Regions from separate parts of the Pelodiscus sinensis genome. Here region 1 is linked to region 2. A link is a contact called in public Hi-C data. All regions are on one chromosome and are shown on one strand. The core of a region is the stretch at or near the end of the contact, and the rest is flanking DNA. Distances in the headings are between cores, read along the strand shown. Region 1 holds the start of DNAJC5B (DnaJ heat shock protein family (Hsp40) member C5 beta). Region 2 holds the start of MYBL1 (MYB proto-oncogene like 1).

Region 1 (2,700 bases), core at 96-2,595, 500 kb before region 2:
AGTGAGCATGCAATACATGATTCCAGTGTCTTTGTGTGTGTGCCTATCTCTCTTACTAGGTCCAGGCTCAGACTAGGGATGTAAAATCCCCTTTAATTAATTAACCAGTTAAATGTTAAGTTTAATCAGTTAACTGATTAAACAGAGGTTGCTATGGGCGCTCCAAGCTGCTTCTGGCTCCATGCTAGGTTGCCAGCTCCCAGCTCACACAGATTGGGAGTCAGCAGCCTCAAGCGAGGCCAAAAGTGGCAACCACCACCCTTTCCAGCTGCCACGTCCAGCCATGTGCAAGGCCGCTGACTCCTGCCCCACATGGGTTGGAGCTGGCAGCTCCGCGTGGCTGAAGCTGCCCTCCGCCAGCGGCAGGCCACAGTTTGAGAACTGCTCCTGCATAACGGTTAACTGTTACCCAGTAAGGGTGATATTTACCAGGTAATTGGTTACCTGTTCACACACCTAGCTTACACCCTATTAGTCTGTTGCAAACCAAGGAAAATGTAGGGAAAATGGAAGGTACAGGCAGATCAGGATTCAGCTTAATTCACTGTGATTCAGCTTGTGTGCTACTATACTGGTCAGGCACTAGCCACAGCCCGTTTGGGCCACATTTCCAACCTGTCAGAAAGTAATATGCAAATGAGTCTCCTGTTATGTTTAATTTGGAATACAAGCAAGATCGTAGACTAAATGTCTTACACTTCAAAGTGGTGTGTGTTATCAGGAACTAAAGAGCTTTGATAGATTATGAAATGCTGAGTAATCCAAAGATTGAGACAGTGATTGGGATAAACAACATTTCCAATGGGAAAACCCTAGACTTGTATAAGGGCTAGGTTTTTTCTGAAAGGTCCATCACAAAACAAAATAAAAAGCACCAAAGAGGACACTTAAAAATTATTAAAGTTTACAAAAGTAGTTGTGAACACTAGAGGGAGCTGTAATCACACAGAATAATGTGTCTACCTTTTATCCCAGGATAGTGATAATATTTTTCTTGATAACAGACTCACAGGATATCAAAGATTTCTGGCAAAAATTATTTATATAATGAGGCATGTTATTCTGACAGGAGCAGTGATAACCATTTTGTTAAATTTTCTTTCTTTCATGCTTTCTAAAATATATTCGGTCTATAATAATTGCCTTTAAACAAAATCATTTGAAACTTGAGAACAAGCACACTGAATGGACAAGTTACTTTCATGTGTATATGCAAAATAACAGGAATGGCACCATATACCATAGTTGAGGTTTTTAGAAAAAATCATTCCAACCCTATTTTCAGTCTTCCATATCTATCTGAAACTTTAATCTTTCAGGTTGAAATTTTCGAAGTTCATCCAAGGACAAATTTCAGTGGACTGTTTGAAGAAAAATAATACTGCTGAGTGCAAGAGGAATATAAAATTATTGTAACTGTCTTTTGAACAGTTCTCGCCATTTTGTTTCCTTTTAAAAAAGAAACATACGTTCTAATAATTACAGTCAAGATGGAAGACATCACCACTATGCCAACAGATATGGTATATCTTTATTGTAAATTATTATATTTTATTTTTGAAAACTATATAGACTATAGCTTTATTCCTTAAGTTGGACGCAGGTAGATAAATAGATCTTTGTCTGCATTGACTTTACTGGCCTATGACCTCAGTGGGGTCCATGAATTTGATTGCAGAACTATAACCTACATTTCATATAGTTCAGTCTAAATGACCTATATGAGGGGTGTTCAAAGATGTGCTCCTCTGGGAATTTTTTTTTTTTTTTTTGTACCTGACATTTGGTGCAATCTGCTCCATTCCTAAGACAAATTAATAGCTCTTCAGACTTTTTTGATGTTTGCCAGAGATACCTTTTATCCTGGAGCTCAAGAGGTGAGCCCCAATGAAGGCAGTGGAGATACCCCAAACTTCCTTTCTGCTTGATGGTGGAATTTTAATGAGGAGCGCCCCATGTAATACCTCACGAGTACTGTGTTGTTTTGGAAGTGAACAGGTGTTGAAATTATATAACCTTGAAGTCTTAAAGTGAGGGGGTCAGTGTTGTTAGACAACTTGCAACCACTGATGGGAGGAAATCCAACAAACTCAGTATATCTGTTAGAGCTTGACAGCAGAACAAGGGATGAAGCATAATCAAACATGAATATAGTATATTTTTGGTATCATAGGCTGTCATGTAATAGCAACCTTTATGTTCATGAATTTTTTATTCATTCTTTTATAGGTCTTCCAAAGAGAGAACCAATTGGATACCAGACTAACAAAAAATAGTAACCAAACTCCAATGACCTGTTTAACCCTGAATGTGAAGGATGAAAAGCAGCAGCCTTCTTGTATGGGACAGTGCTTCAGGTATGGAAACACTTTCTTCTGTTGCTTTCTTTCCTTTTGAGTTAATAGATCACTAACAAAAATTATCAAGACACTGAGTAATCATGTTGTAAGTTCACACAAAAGACTTTGTAACAGCAATTTTAGAAACATATGTTATTAGAACCACAATACCTTATTTTTCTCATAAATAGCATAAATCTAAATGAGCTGAAAATATAGTAAATTAAGTCATGCTATTTTAAATGGGAATGAGATGTAATTGTTTAACAATATCTCACTTGTCTTTTTAAAATATTTGTCAGTTTTAATGGAAATAAACAATATTCTCATTTCTTTATTCCACTAACACAAAATATTACAT
Region 2 (2,700 bases), core at 14-2,513:
GAAAGACAGAAGACAGTAGTAACTAAATTACTAAGTGTAGTTTCCTAAAAATCCAGATTTTTAGTATAAATGAGACACACAAGCTCCTGCAAAATAGAAGATAAATCTGCAACAGCTCAATGTTTGCAGCTGAATAAGCACTTTCACTCACAGATTTCCCAGCTACAGGAAAGAATCACATATACCTTCCCCCCCCCCCCCCCATCAATGGATGTACCAGGACTAAAAACACAGTCTTTAAAAAAATAAGAATTAGTGAAGTCAAAGTATTAAAACCACGTGGTTGGTCAGAGAGGTAAAGGACCAGAAAGTTAGAAGAAAGGGAAAACTGGCAAGAACTACTGTGTAGGAAGAAACTAGTAGCCCAGGGGAAAGAGAAGACGAGGTTACTCTTATGTCTGTAGTACGGAGCGACATGGAAAAGACATGGGTGCAGCAACTCCGGTGAGATGCAACACACAGGGAAGATGGAGAAGTCGGGGAACACCGGTGTTGCGACAGGTGGGTGACAGGACTTAGGGGGGATGATGGGGCCGGGATCTAGCTCTGGGCATGCAGCGTTGGGGAGGGACTGGACAATGACAGTGGAGCACGAGGAAGGGCGGCCGGACAGGAGGAGAGCCTGAGCCTCTGGCGTGGAGAGAAAGACGAAGCGGGATGTGGGGGTGTAGCACAGCTGAGAGCGAAGCCGGGGGAGGGTCCCAAAGAGGGAAAGGGGACAGAGACCCTGCAGGCGAAGGGAACAGCGCTGCGATCGGAGCAGGGATCCGGGACGAAGGCGCGGAGATACCCGAGCCAGGACAGGCGGGCCGGCCGGCCGGGGGCGTTACTCACCTGCGCGGTCTCTTCGCCATCCTCGAGGCGCAGCATAGAAGGAGGCGGAGACGGACTGGGGACGGCGCTGCGCGGCTCCCTGCCCGGGCTCCTCACACTGCCCCGGGGAGTCTGTGGCGGCCGTGGGGCCCGCCCCGTCACACAGCAGAAAAGGGGGCGGCTGCCTCTACCGCTCCCGGACACTCCAGCGCGTCCACCTCACTTAGCCCCGGCCTGGCCCGGCGCCCCGCACACAGATCATGGCCCGGCCCGGCTGCGGAGACAGGATCGGGGGCTGCGGACGCTTCTTGCCCAGTTCCGAGGCCCCTGTTCCCAGCTGCGTCCCCCGTTGGCCCGGCCTCCTCTGCCGCTGCGCTGCCGTCACAGGTTTTGTCCGTGCCGCCGAATCTCGCGCCCAGCCTCCTTCCAGAGCCACCGTTTGAATCTGCGCACGCGGACTGCAACCCCATTGGCTGAGGCAGCCGCACGCGATCGAGGCGGGGCACCGCGCCAGAGGGAGAAAGGGTGCGACCAGTAGGGATGAAGGGGGCGGGGCATAGAGCCAGACGGGGGCGGACCCGGAGCAGTAGGGATGAAGGGGGCAGGACATAGCGCGCTGCATCCTGGGAGAGCGAGTTTTTCTTCCCGCCAAGCCTGACGGTGTTCAACAGTGGCAGCTTGTAAGAAGCCCCACGGGCTCTGCTACGTGCTGCTGCCGCTCTTGCTTCCCAGCCCAAGGCCTTATTCTCCCCCTTCAATGTGCCTGTGCGAGGCGTCCTGAGTGAGCAGATCACTTGGAATCCGGACTCACCTATTACTGACTAAGGACAAAATGCAGGCGAACAGCCCACAGTCTGCAGGGGGAGGGAAACACATCTCGCCTAGTGCAAATGTTACCGATACAGAGATTTCTCACATTCGGCATAGAGTATAATTACAAAATCATGTCTCCTTCGAGCCGGAATCGAACCAGCGACCTAAGGATTCCCGCAGCTCCTCTACAGTCCTCCGCTCTACCAGCTGAGCTATCGAAGGGACTTCCTGGATGTTCTTGTTTCCTTTCTACATAGTCTCCTTTTCATGACTCATCCAATGTACTTTGACTTAATTTGTAATTAAAGAGCTGTCAGTATGGAATAGCAAAAAATATAGTGAGAGCAGCTTTTGTACCAAAACAAATGGAGAGAGAAATGGAGCTTTGGAGAGGCCAAATGTTCACTATTAATGCAATACAGTCCTAGGCAGACTTAAAAAAAAAAAATTTCTATAAAAACAAGTATTTGCCTTCCTCCCATGTATCTCTCTATAAAAAAGATTTTCCTGAGGGATGACAGAGTCATGTCATCATGTCACTCTGCATCCTGCAGCCCTTTCCTTCCTCTTTCCCTTTATCTCCCTAGTGTTCTGTGGCCAGGGGGAAGAGCCCTGGGCACATGTGGCCTTTCCCCCTCACACAGGGGACTGGAGCCAGAGCCACACAGCCTTCCCCCCTCGTGGGGGGAAAGCGAAGCAGCCTTCCCCCTTGTAGCAGGAGGGGGCCAGAGCCACGTGGACTTCCCCTGTCACCGTGGAGACCCAGAGCTGCCACCTGTGTATCTTTCCCCCCTGGTGGGATGGGACTGGGAGCCACATGCCCTCTCCCCTCACGGGAGGATGCCAGTTAGCCAGCTATGGCCTCAACCTAGCCCAGTCCCTCAGCAACTGGAGGGAGAAAGCCACGCCAACCACTGCCAGTGGCAGCCAGAGAGAGAGAGCCAGGCCAGCCTTGGCCCGGCCTAACCCTCGGGCGGCTGGAGTGAGAGAACTGGGCCAGCCTCAGCCCAGCCCCCCGACAGCCAGAGGAAGAGACTCAGACCAGTTGCAGCCTCAGCCTGATCCGGGTTCCCT

Evidence for each region. Hi-C and Micro-C count contacts between places; a contact is called where the count stands out from the background.
Region 1: a contact with region 2 is called in a Hi-C map of liver, with 4 times the contacts expected there. The contact joins the promoter of DNAJC5B here to the promoter of MYBL1 in region 2. A contact is called at or near these places in 2 of 5 Hi-C or Micro-C datasets (liver and an unstated tissue).

The regions. Positions count from the first base shown.
Region 1 is chr2:58,692,572-58,695,271 of ASM4963464v1, reverse strand. It overlaps DNAJC5B (DnaJ heat shock protein family (Hsp40) member C5 beta), which reads left to right and starts at 1,345. Exons shown (of 7, transcript XM_025186891.2): 1 at 1,345-1,523; 2 at 2,230-2,357.
Region 2 is chr2:58,195,389-58,198,088 of ASM4963464v1, reverse strand. MYBL1 (MYB proto-oncogene like 1) reads right to left here and starts at 1,263. Exons shown (of 15, transcript XM_075920605.1): 1 at 835-1,263. The coding sequence starts at 854. TRNAY-GUA (transfer RNA tyrosine (anticodon GUA)) reads right to left here and starts at 1,848; the gene lies at 1,763-1,848.